Regions from separate parts of the Mus musculus genome. Here all the other regions are linked to region 3. Evidence: chromatin contacts called from public ChIA-PET and HiChIP or PLAC-seq data. All regions are on one chromosome and are shown on one strand. Each heading gives the region's core, a stretch centred on a gene start, on an enhancer-like site or on the middle of the called end of the contact. The rest is flanking DNA. Distances are from core to core; before and after follow the strand shown. Region 1 overlaps Stx8 (syntaxin 8). Region 2 holds the start of Stx8 (syntaxin 8). Region 3 overlaps Pik3r5 (phosphoinositide-3-kinase regulatory subunit 5). Region 4 overlaps Myh10 (myosin, heavy polypeptide 10, non-muscle).

Evidence for each region. ChIA-PET counts read pairs in DNA pulled down with a chosen protein or histone mark. HiChIP or PLAC-seq counts read pairs in DNA pulled down with a chosen protein or histone mark.
Region 1: an H3K27ac HiChIP or PLAC-seq map of large pre-B cells shows a contact between it and region 3, with 3 times the contacts expected there. The contact joins two enhancer-like sites. A contact is called at or near these places in 1 of 484 Hi-C or Micro-C datasets (embryonic stem cells) and 2 of 115 datasets of contacts at active chromatin or transcription factors (the NIH/3T3 cell line and large pre-B cells).
Region 2: a contact with region 3 is called in an RNA polymerase II ChIA-PET map of memory CD8 T cells, with 10 read pairs. The contact joins the promoter of Stx8 here to the enhancer-like site in region 3. A contact is called at or near these places in 13 of 39 promoter capture datasets (3T3-L1-derived adipocytes, the C10 cell line, the HPC-7 cell line and 7 more), 10 of 115 datasets of contacts at active chromatin or transcription factors (bone marrow-derived dendritic cells, embryonic forebrain, embryonic midbrain and 5 more) and 3 of 9 other capture datasets (adipose tissue, embryonic stem cells and liver).
Region 4: an H3K27ac HiChIP or PLAC-seq map of the NIH/3T3 cell line shows a contact between it and region 3, with 4 times the contacts expected there. The contact joins two enhancer-like sites. A contact is called at or near these places in 1 of 15 datasets of contacts at CTCF or cohesin (the NIH/3T3 cell line) and 3 of 115 datasets of contacts at active chromatin or transcription factors (the NIH/3T3 cell line, large pre-B cells and memory CD8 T cells).

Annotation. Positions count from the first base shown.
Region 1 is chr11:68,015,828-68,018,861 of GRCm38.p6, reverse strand. All of the region lies in intron 5 of Stx8 (syntaxin 8), which reads right to left. Among named protein-coding and RNA genes, the nearest start is that of Stx8, 51 kb to the right of the region's middle. Within about 2 kb of position 1,306, at least 13 of the 459 cell types and tissues checked have an H3K27ac peak or open chromatin away from gene starts, as enhancers often do.
Region 2 is chr11:67,964,921-67,967,905 of GRCm38.p6, reverse strand. Stx8 (syntaxin 8) reads right to left here and starts at 1,448. Exons shown (of 8, transcript NM_018768.3): 1 at 1,389-1,448. The coding sequence starts at 1,405. Cfap52 (cilia and flagella associated protein 52) reads left to right here and starts at 2,264. Exons shown (of 14, transcript NM_027963.2): 1 at 2,264-2,384. The coding sequence starts at 2,315.
Region 3 is chr11:68,449,917-68,452,922 of GRCm38.p6, reverse strand. All of the region lies in intron 1 of Pik3r5 (phosphoinositide-3-kinase regulatory subunit 5), which reads right to left. Among named protein-coding and RNA genes, the nearest start is that of Pik3r5, 19 kb to the right of the region's middle. Within about 2 kb of position 1,537, at least 64 of the 459 cell types and tissues checked have an H3K27ac peak or open chromatin away from gene starts, as enhancers often do. A contact at or near this core is called in adipose tissue, memory CD8 T cells and regulatory T cell precursor, where this site is marked.
Region 4 is chr11:68,717,644-68,720,872 of GRCm38.p6, reverse strand. The region is part of intron 2 of Myh10 (myosin, heavy polypeptide 10, non-muscle); the gene reads right to left. Among named protein-coding and RNA genes, the nearest start is that of Myh10, 27 kb to the right of the region's middle. Within about 2 kb of position 1,577, at least 33 of the 459 cell types and tissues checked have an H3K27ac peak or open chromatin away from gene starts, as enhancers often do.

The sequences.
Region 1 (3,034 bases), core at 57-2,556, 430 kb after region 3:
AGCTAGGAAAAGACACTGAAGTGCTGACACTGTTTTTCATTCAGTCGGAATACAAATTGTTAGTAAAAAATAGCTACGCTCACCTTTTCTCCCAAGTTCGTCGTCTCCTAAAGTTCTCCCTAGTGCATATCAGGAAGGAGAGGAGAAACTCCCCTAGTCCTGTGATTGCCATCAACTAGAGCACCTCCTCACTGTGTAACTCTGGGATAATCAACTGTCATCCCACAGTCCAGACGCCAAAGCTGCTGGGCAGCTCAAAATGATCATGTCAATCACCCAAGCTCCTCTGAGCTATAAACAGACATTTCTAAGAGGCAATGGTTTCACCATTTAGTAATAATCAAAATAAAAGGCTGCTTCCAACAAAAATAAGCCAGGACTCACTGCAGACGATCGACTTACAAACAGCAGAGGTGGGACATTGTAACAGCTCATTCTCCATAATCCACCGCATTCTGTCACACGGGCCAAGGCTGAAGGCCGTGGTGCTGTGTCACAATGGGATGCTTGCAACATACCAGACCCTGAGTCGTTCTTCAACTTTACAGCGGTGTAGATTTTAAGACTGGATCACCGTGGAAAAAGGAAAGCATGTACATGCACATGCATGTGCATACATATACACTCAGACACATACACACACACACACACACACCAACACATCCAAGCTGTCCAGGTTTTAATCCTTGGAACCTGCAGCTATGCTACTTTCCATGGAGAAGGCAACCTTGCAGATGTGGTGAAGATGAAGGCGTATGATAGGAGATGAGGCTGCGGAATCTAGGTGGACCCAATACAATTCTATTAGCTCTGAGAAACAGAGGTTGCCCAGCCTGTCAGAGGGAGCCATGACAGAGGGTTAAAGAGATGCAGTTGCTGGCGTTGAAGACGGAGCTATGAGTCAAGGAAATGGGGATCTTCTAGAAGCCGCACAAGGCAATGGGACAGATTCTGCCCTTGGACCTCCAGAAAGGAAAGCAGCCAGCTGACACCTTGATCTGAGCCCCTGGAGACCCAAACTGAACTTCTGCCCTTCAAACTGTAGCGATGTGAGTAATGCACTATATGTGTGCTAATTTATTGTGGGAGCACTAAGACGATCATTTCTGAGGGTCCCCGTGGAGCCATTAGGTGTGGAGATACTTCCTATTTTAGACATTCAGGAAAACCATCCTCTAAATAAGAATCACTCAACTGTGGGAGGACAGTTTGGTGGTGGTAGATAAAAAACAAAGGGAGAGTCATCAGAAAGTATTATGCCAAAAATAACAAGCCCAATTCTAAGCAAGCCACTAAATCCTACCAATTTACAGAAAATATCTAGGTCACAGAATATGCTGAACAACATATGGGAAATGCACTGCAAGAACTAGCTAAGGGGAAACTACAGAGTAAACAATCCTGTTTAACAAAGAAAGTGCACAGGAAAATAAAATAGTTTGAAATAAGATCATTAATACTGTTAAAACACTTCAGAGATATACCTATTAGTGACAATGGATGGCCTACATTCATACCCTGAACCAAGGAGTCTAGAGGAAATACTACAGAGAGATAGGAAACTGTCTGGCTGTTTGATTGGACTGAGGAATTATTTCTCATTTGGCAGGCGTGGTAATTGCATTGTAGTCTTTAAAAACCAGTCCTGAGCACAGAGAGATGGCTCAGAGGTTAAGAGCGCAGGCTGCTCTTACAGAGGACTGGAATTCAGTTCCCAGCACCCACACTGGGCAGCTTATATTCACTTATAGCTCCAGCAGATCTGCCACTCTCTTCTAGACTCCATGGGTATCTAGATTATCATGTGCACATAGACACACACACAGAGATGTATACATAATTTAAAAAAATAAACATTTCTTTTTAAATGTCCTTATATTTTATAAACATATTTTATAGTATTTAGATAGAATATTCTCAAGTATTCACCATTAAAATGACATAATGTCTGGAGTTCACTATAAAAATAATCCCAGGGCATATGCATAAGGATCAGAGTTCAGTCCCGAGAGCCCACAGTGAAAGCTAGGTGTTATGGCATGTGCTTATTATCCACGTACTGGGGTAGCAGAGACAGGAGTCCTCTGGGTCTTGCTGACTAGCCGGCCTAGCTACCTGGCAGGCATCAGGTCCCAGTAGGAGCAAAAAGGTAGGCAGTTTCTGAAAAATGATACCCAAAGTGACCTTTAACCTTCACATGTGTGAAAAACATGGGAATGTGTGCCATATGTATATATACATATACACAATCCTAGAGGTGGGTATCTGGATACACACAGATAAAACCAAACTAGGTATGGGGAGATAATTACTGAAGCAGGATAAGGAAAGGAATACAAGTTACTCTAATACATTTGAAATTTCCCATAGCAAAAGATCATCACCATGTTAACAACAAAAAGGAAGAGGCTAGAAATGGGAATCAGCTGTAGAACGCTTGCCCAGCGTGCACAGGACCCTGAGGTCAGATTCCAGCAGAGGGACCAGGAAGTCTGTAGCAAATGCGCAAAGCTAGAAAGAACAGCTACAAAATAATGGAGACCAAGCTATGCTGACTTAGGAACTCCACCAACAGACTCCTAAGACAGCAGGAGGTGGGGAGGGGGTGATGGGAGCTGGGGAGGAGGCACACTTCACATCCTATAGTCTGACTTGGGTACAGTAGCCTGTACTGACCACTGTTTCCTTCCTCTGCTCTATCCTGATCCTCAGGAGGCAAACTTCCTGTCATCACCACAATTACCTCTGCTAAGGTCTATGTGTATCCCAAGCTACTGCTTAATTATTGGGCTAACCTTAGGTAACTGGCTGTCACAAGGCCTAGCTTCTAGGTTTAGCAAGAACGGTATTCACTGTCCTCAAGTCTATGATCTAGCAATAATTTGGGGATAATTTCCAGAGTACTTCTGTCTCCACACTAAAGTACAGAAAGGCTGTCATGGTTTGTATATGTTTGGCCCAGGGAGTGACACTATTACGAGGTGTAGTTGAATAGGTGGAATAGGTGTGTCACTGTGGGTGTGGGCTTTAATAT
Region 2 (2,985 bases), core at 199-2,698, 480 kb after region 3:
CTTACGGGAGAATTTTACCCAAGACACTGAAGCATTTCAACTCTTTTACTGTTAGTCTTAACTGTTTGACTCAGCGGCTTTCTCGTTTGCCAGCTGAAAGCTTTCTGGTCTTGCTGGGGACCAAACCCAGGGTGTCTTGCGTGTGCTAAACAATCGTTCTACAACCGGGCTAAAATTTGAAATAAGTTATGTACACTCAGATGATGCACTGATACACATTAAAAATCATGTTTTTAAGACTACCTTTTAAGGACATGGAGAAATGCTCCCTCCCTGCTTTGTAAAATACAAGCAGGATATAGATCCAAACAATAAATGCATTGGAAAAAAAGGTGAGCACTGATTGCTTCCGAGGGATAGGGGTGCTTTTTACTCCCTTCAGATACTCAGCAGTCTCTCAATTTTCTACCAGGGGTGTATACAATAGTTAAAACTTTAGGACAAAATTCAGCACTTGGCTGGGCTTGGTAGCAGAGCCACCATTTTGGAGACTGAAGCAAAAGGGTCAGGGATTCAAGATCAACTTGGGCTCCCCGAGACACTGAAAAACAAACCAACAACAAACAATTCAGCAACTGGCCCAAATAGCCTAGATCCCAGATAACTCTAATTCTGACCTTGGGATCCACTCTCTTAATATTCAAATTTATCTGCCATCAAACAACTACAAATTGTACCGGAAACACCACCATAAGGCATATTCTCCAACACAAACTTTATAGGAATGCAGTGTTATAAATTATTCATCAGGAAGGTCAGGACTTTATAGCAATTTGTTCCTTGTACAAAGATGTTTTTCATCATTCTCTCCTTGGGGTCTCTTTGCTGAATAAATGGACCTTATCAGGCACTTCCTACTTCGTGCTGACATAAGTCTTCATGCTACTGATGCAGGAAAAGTGCAAAATTTCCCCTCCCAATGTCCTACAAGTTTTCTGTGAAAAGCCCATAGCACCCGTGCCCAACTAGCTACTAACTGGTGACCATGGAGTGTGAACTTCAGTTTATAACCTTTCTGGGGATTACTGGGTGAAGGGATACCCCACCAAAAGGTTATTTTGACCTCACTTTTACAGGAGCCTGGGGAAGTCTATGCATGCAGTCAGCCACAAGCATGATGGGCAAGAAGCCCCAGAAAAGGGGGGCAAATATTCGATTGCTCAAGTCCCAGCTCCCCCAGGTCATAGCCTACCCTAGGACCACAGAGTTAGCACCGAGTAGGCAGTACGTGGCTGAGTCCCCTCAACAGGGGGAGGATTCTCGCTGATCTTCATCCCTAAGGCCGCCAGCCTCAAGCTCAAAGATGGGCAGGGTCTCTGCCAGTCCCTGGAAGCCAGTTCCACCCCCAAGTTAATCCCCATACTCTGCTGCCATCACCGGCAACTCACCAGGGGTCCGGGGCCATGGTGCAGTCTCCGCCCGCAGCTGGGACACTTCCTGCTCGTAGCAGCTGACTACGGCGGCCCGTGCGGCTCATTCCCCGCAGTTCGGAGAGTGCGCGACCCGAGCCCAGAGTTTGCAAAGTGAAACCTGTTTTAATTGACCTCAGAACGACGTCCCCGCTACCCAGAGCGCACCCCTAAGGGAGTGGGTAGCAAGAATCTATTTTTGTTAATTCACATGAATTGCTGGACGCAAGAAAAATAGTTAAATTGTTGAGCAGAATCAAAACATTTTCCCAGGGAATGGAAACGCGTCAACCCCGGCTCTCTGTATTTTTCTTCTTAATTCAAAACAGCAAGACAAGCTGGGTGTGATAACTCAAGCCTGGAATTCCAGCACTTGGATGGCTGAGGCAGGAAATATACATACAGGCAACATATGTACCATACATGCATGAATACATACATACATACATACATACATAAAAATAGTTGCATACTGTACTAAAACGTTTTTAGTGATTTTTTTAAATTTTTCTTTTAAAAAGAAGTATCAATGCCATGTTTTTTATAGCAACCTATTCATCATAGGCAATTCTCTGTGCTCAATTATTCTGTGTTCAATTATTTTTAATAATCATCACGAGGGGCTTAATTGTATAGTTTTTAAAAAGTCACAGACCTGTACACGGGAGAGGAGGAAATTTACCTTGTGCACTTAGCGTCAACCTACCACCTACATTTCCAGAATGGATAAAATACATACTAAGGAAGTCCTCCCAACATTTGCAAGAGGGGAAATCAACTCAAACACAGTGGGCTGGGTTTCTGCTCCTGCATGAACCTAGCACGCATGCGTGCGCCAGTTACCATGACGACCAGGAGACGCTGCACCCTGGAGTTGAAGAATCAATGAGCTGAAACTCTCCAGGATGGAAGAACAAGTTTTACCCGAGCTGGATGTAGCAGAACTGGAGCTTCAGGCTGTGATCGGCTTCAATGGTGAGACCTTGAGCAACCATGATTTGATGCCTCAGGGACAGTGAGACGCTGACCTGGTAGCGCCTGAGAGGCAGTGGGAATAGCGGCAAGAGTGTGGCCAGGCACCACCCGCCCCAGGATGGTGGCAGATCTGGGCCTCATTCCTGAGCCTCAGGAACTGGCATGGGTGTAAGAGCTCAGATAAAGCTCCTCCAGAGACCAAATGAGCCTAACTCGGTAGGAGTATGAATAAGGGTCTTTCCCAAAGTAAGAACTCAAAGGTTTAAGACCAGGATAGAAGGGAAGTAGGACATTAAGGGAGAAACCTTTTTAATTCTGGAGGGGCCTTCTTGTGGTGCTCACACTTTATTTGTGACTGTCGTGGTAAATATTGAGAGAGAAATGCTGTGATTGGGGGTCGTGTTTGGCGTGTAGCGAAAAGGCAAGGAGTTAAATTTTAGGGGGAAAATTGATTTTTTAAAACGAATGTAGTGCCTGAAAGCTTTACCGTTGAAAGGATGCGGTGCGGAACGATTACAGAGTAAATAAAGGTTTAAGCGCTCCTGGCATTAACTCTTGAGTCTTCGTTGCTCTGTGCTGCTTTAATTGAAAGCCAGCGTTT
Region 3 (3,006 bases), core at 288-2,787:
AGGTGCTACTGATATGACTGTGGCTTATTGACTATGTTCATAATGAAAGGAAACACTAGCCTTCAGTTAGAAATGTCACCTGTCCTCCATCCTCTCTCATGGGCCCCAGGCACAGATGCAGGTGAGAATCTCTGCTCCTCCCCCTCTCCCACCCGCCCCGTAGCTGTGAAACCCTGAAGAATGAGGACATGGACCTGGGGGGCTGCTATCAGTTGTAGATGCTCACTGTGTCCTGAAGTCCTGGTATGACCTGGCTGCCCCTCTCCTTGTCCAGTCCAGAGTTCCCCCAGTCCATTTGCTTTCTGGTTTCTCCCCTAAACCAGTTCAATACCTCTGCCAAGCAACACCCCAGGGTGGTGTGGGTGAGTTTCTAACCACTCTCACTCACATCAGGCTTCTTATATGAGTTCAAAACAGCAGTCCCTGAGCCCGGCTCCCCTAGGGTGGAGTATGGTGTCAAGACTACAGCAGTGAATGAAAACTCAGGGGTAGATATCTGCAGAGAATGCAAGACAGGCAACAGCTCTGTCTGGACCTCTCATGATGGGCACAGACCAGCTCATGCCCCAGGGCCCTGCTTGGAGAGTGGAAGACAAGACAAGCTGGATAATTTCTGGGCCACTGCATCTTCAAAATGAGCAGGGCTTTTCACATTGTTATATTATGGGGTGAACAGCGGCAGCAAAGCAGTCTGAGTAAATCAACCACCAGACATCCTCAGCACTTACCCCTGACCTGAGGAGACTCAGGGAAAACCCCATAGGTGACTCTAGGAAACAGCAGCACTTTCTAGAACTTTCTTAAAGATCCAATGCACACACAACTACAATCTGTCTCCTCCATGTTTGTCCTCTGTATTCCAGACCCTTGGAAAGACTCTTCTCTTTCAGCTGCAGTGGTCCCACGAACAGAGAATGATATCTGAGAGTTCCTCCAGCTCCTATGTAGCCAGGCAGAGATGAAGCTCTTCCTGTGATGGTGATGTCATACGAGGAACAGCAGGAGGTCAGTGGTAGCCACTCCAGATGCCCAGCGACAGCAGGTCCCACAAGCAGAGGCAGCTTTATTTCTAGCCCAACCACAGTCAACGGGTGGGTGAATAGATCTGGGGCTGAGGCAGAGGGAGGCACACTCAGGTGCCTACTCCAGACCTTACAGAAGAAGTGGTCTAACTTGATATCCATCATCATGTTTCCATGGTTATCTCATCTGACCTGTCTCTGTATCAGTCCCTGGGACTAAAGGACGAGGCTGCAGAAGCCCAAGGAAGAAGAAAAGAGGAAGGTGGGCAGGCAACGATTGCTAAGAGACAGCATTGCGGGGCTGGGCTGCATGGCAACCTGGGCCTAACATAGATAAAAGGAACTCAAAAAACAAAAACAGAAAAGTCAAGATGCACACCGGCAGCCCCAGGGTTTCCTGTTTTTCTAACAAATCACTGATGATTTCCAAGAAAAGCAAGCTGTACTGCCCTGGCCCCGGCCCAGCCGCAGAATTTGCACATCTGGCCCGTGCTTCGAGAGCAGCCAGCGGTGGGCTGGGGCACAGGATGTGTCAGAACACCTCAAGACTCTGCAGCTTGAGGAGCAGGGCCAGGGGACTCCCTGCCACAGCCAGCTCGGCAGGCTTCAACCCATTACTATCTGCCTGTTCCTCCCACAGCTGCTTCAAATCCCGTCCAGTCACATTCGTCACATTACCTTCCCGTGTCAGCCTTAAGATAAAGAAACAGAAAGATCTCCATTCTCAGAGAAGCGTCTGGGGAGGGCTACGTGGGGGAGTCCCCCCACCCCCAGGCCAAACTACATTCCCTGGGAATTTCTAGTAAGATGGTGTAAGGGCTCCAGGAAAGACCACTGGAGCTGGGTTTCCTTGGCAACAGGAAGCAGATAAATTAAGCAGAAGCAAGGTCACTCAGGAAGCTTCCCACAAGGGGTCCCATCCTACCCAATCCCCAGCCTCACTGTCTGTCTGTCTGTTCTCACAGAGGTTTACAAGGCTCCCAAGTGCAGTCCTTGGAGGGATGGATGATCAGGCCCTGGTCTGGGGCTGAAGATCAACCTCCAGCCTTCTCTCTTGGCTTCCCCCAAGAAAGCGTGCCTGCTGCCTTCTGCCTGAACCCCTTCAGTAAGCTGCTTGTCTCCAGCAGAGCCCTTCCACATCCATCTCTTGCTGTTCTACCATCAAAACCCCACATTACTCTTCATGCACACTTTGACGCTCCGGGCCCTGGAAAAATGTCACCTTCCCTGTGGGGTCCTGCCAAGCCGAGGATTCCACTTTGCTCACTCAGGCTACAGGCAATCCACATCTAAGCAAGTCCAGCCTGCTGCCCAGCTCTGTCCTCCTGTACCTGTACCCCCAAAGAGGCACGACAGAGGCAGGATGTAGGCAGGGAGCTGCAGAAAGAGGAAAGGAGGGCATTTCGACGTCTTGTCCTTTCTGCCTTATTCCTATTTGGCAGGTACCTTAACTGGGGGGAATCTAATGACCACGCTACACACATAGACACATGCACCTTGCTGAGCCACATGAAACTGAGCTGCAGGCTGTGCATATCATGACTTGAATGTGGTCATACGTTACTTTCAACAGGGAAAGCACATCCTTAGGCTATGGTGTGGGGAATGCACCACTCGACAATTTGGTAGCCATGCAGACACCACAGGACACTAATGTGGGGAGAGAGCACAGGAGGCTACCTCTGGTGTGATACGGCATGCTGTCTGATAGTCAATATTTTTTGTAGGTAGAAGGAAGATACTCCAAGCTAATATTTAAAAGTAGACTATAGTCAATTCATAAGCCAGGAATAGTGACACAGATCACTTATTGTCATTATGGAGGTATTACCCCTTACATAGTTACGCACTTTGCCCTTCACATGATTAGTAGTACACCAGCATCATCACAAACCAGGGAGTAATGGGGTATGCTCCAGCTCTGGGACAGCCACATCACTAGGCAATAGAAAAATGTCAACTTCATTATAACGGTGAAGGACTA
Region 4 (3,229 bases), core at 328-2,827, 270 kb before region 3:
TACAAAGTGAGTTCCAGGACAGCCAGGGCTACACAGAGAAACCCTGTCTCAAAAAAAACAAAAACAAAAACAAAAAAACTTGTTAGTGTTATTTAGACTCCAAGTTACAGTTAATCTTTAAAATACCATTTGCTAAGTTTGAGTATAATGCCAAGCAAGAATACTCCCAACTTATCTGAAATGTGATTAAAATATCCCTTTAAAATGTTCTTTGTAGAGTTGTTTAATCCTAGGGGTTTGAATGTTTTGCTTGCACATTTGTATACACGCCATGTGGATTCCTGGTGCCCATGGAGGTCAGAAAAGGGCATCAGATCCCTTGGAACTACAGTTAAGATGGTTGTGGGCAAATCACAATGGATGCTGGAAATCAAACCAGAAGAGCAACAAATGCTCTACACTGCGGAGCCCCCAAATTCTCAAACATCTGCATAAAGCCAAATTTCTTTCAAGTAACTTCACAAAAAATAGAATACAGAAGCAAATATGAGAATCCAACTCTTTTGCTAAGATATTGAAGGAATTTACAAAAAAAGAAAAAAAAGTATTTACTTTGCAGCTCTTTTGGTATTAAAATTTTTTCATAAAAAATAACTTAACTTTATATGGGTTTATCACTTTAAAATGTGATAATAAACATTGAGTTTTGTACTTTTAAGTATGGTAAACATTGTCACAATAACCCAAATGCTCCTCAGTAATCTATGGCCTGGATTACAAGACTTCAGGAAACCTTCCTGACCACATGGTAGCCTTCATTCAGAAATGACAGTAGGGCTGAAGAGATGGCTCAGCGACTAAGAGCACTGGCTGCTCTTGCAGAAGACCTAGGTTCAATTCGAAGTACCCACGTGGTGACTCACAACCATCTATAACTCTAGTCCCAGAGGATCTGATGCCCTCTCTGAAGTCCTTCCTCAGGCACTCAGCCCACACGTGGTGTACATAAATACCATCAGGCAAAATACTCTCCACATGAAATAATAAAATAGCATACATTTCAGAAAAGAAGAAAAAATGGCATGCTAGACACTTCTCTTCATCTTTTCAGACCGACTTCTGACAATATTCTATAAAACTCACTACTGAAAAAAACAAAGATAGGGAAACCTGCTGGCTCCAGATATGTTCCCTGCTCCAGATGTGCCAGGCCACTGGGGACTGTGGCATTTGGAAAGGACACTCTTTTTGGCTGTATATGAGACAGACCTTTTAGTTGGTTAGCCCAAATAACCAGCAACATGATGCTACAAAGAGCCAGAGAGATGAGTAAGTGGTTAAGAGCACTTGCTGCTCTTGAAGAGAGACTCTTCCAGTTCTCAGCGCCCACATAACAGCTCACAACGGTCTGTCACTCCAGTCCCAGGGGATCTAACACCCTCTTCTGGCCTCCACGGCACCAGGCAAGCACATGGTGCACACGCATAAAACACACAGCCAAAACACTCATACACATAAAATAAAGACACACAAATCTCTTAAAGAAGATGGGGGTGGCTGGCAGATTAGGAGTGTTGCTGAAGCTCTGTGGCCAGCTCCCCTGGGACAGCTGAGGGGACTGTAATGAACAGCTGTGTTCATAAGGCCTGAATCCTTGGCAATTGCTGCAGAAAGCCCTCTAGGGACCACTCTGCTTTGAATGCAGCAGTTACTAATTCTAAAACAAGAGGAAAGCTTGCCAAGACAATCCAAGTGACCAGACCATCTCTGTCACTGCTCTCTGGCTTTCCTTGAGGCTCTAATGCACTCTCAGAAGTGGGAAGCCAGTGAGATGGCCCCTGACTAGAGGCCACTGGTGTGACTTCATCTGACCTTATGTGGTTGCCTGAGACTGGATGGATCCATGGCTTGCCACTCTTGCTACCTCAGACTCCTGGCCTTGTTTGCCTAGACTCCGGCAACTTTAGCTTGCTCCTGGCCTTCCCAGACCACCCTCTTCCACTTTCTTCCAGGCAAGTCTTCCAATAATTAATCCAGTCTCAGACGACAAAAAACAAGCAAAGATAATAAAAATGACTTTACAGCAACAGAATAGCTACTGCACTATGAGGTGACTTTAGACCATGTATTCCAAAAAGCTGGAAGGAATTATGAGTATGACACATGTTTGTGATAGCTACAGTTGACATACACAAAGTATGCATAGATGGAAACATCATTGTGCTTTTAAAGTGTCCACTACAAAATAGACTTAATTTTATAAGTATTTTATTAAGGATGAACAAAGGAAGTCAAACTCAATTGTTAATGGGTTTATGTTATAACAGTAATAAGTTATAACCACATATTAATGAATTCTTAAATACAACATAATTTTTCAGTCAAAAGTTAGGTCATAGCCTGGCAAGATACTACAGCATCTGCACTTCAGGGGGTTTTGTTGTTGTTGTTATTGTTTTGTTTTGTTTTTATACAGGGTTTCTCTGTGTAGCCCTGGTTGTCCTGGACTTGCTTTGTAGACCAGGCTGGCCTTGAACTCATAGAAATCCACCTGCCTCTGCCTCTGCCTCTGCCTCTGCCTCTGCCTCTGCCTCCCAAGTGCTTGGAATTTAAGGCGTGCGCCACTGCATGTGGCCTTGCACTTTATGTTTTTAAGAGGTAAATAATTATAGAATGAAAAACAACAAAACCTTCAAAACTAAAATACACAAATCAGGAGCCACACTCTGCACTGTGGCTGGCAGAGGTAAGCCATTGGAACAGGACACATATTTAATCAGAACCAAGTCCAACATGTCTTAGGCAGTTTTCTGAGGACAAGGATTACAAAGTCTCACAAATATGAATTAAGTCATCAGAAAGAAAACATTAAATAATCATTAGCATCTCATGCTTGCCAAGGACAATGTAACAAAAGGCTAAACAGAAATCTTATTAAAGTATTAACTTTTGAGTACCTAAAAAAAATTAGATCAAATCGTTTTCCCCCACTGATCGTTATTAATACTGTATCTCTTCTGTCTTCCCTAGACATGTGGGTCTGCAAGTTCAGATAAATTTTAAGTATTTGAATGTGTACACAAGGTAGTAAGCACCTCCGAGAAGCTCGTGTTCTAGGTGTGAAAACAGCAGGCACAAACTAAACAAGTCAAGCACCTCGCAAGGCTGCAGGATGCGGCTGAGAAAGGTAAACAGGTGTAGTGAGAATGGAGAGCGCTCTGGCCAGAACGCCCAGCAGAGACCAGCCACCAAGAGCCACGGCATCCTGTCTAAAGCTGGGAGACATAAC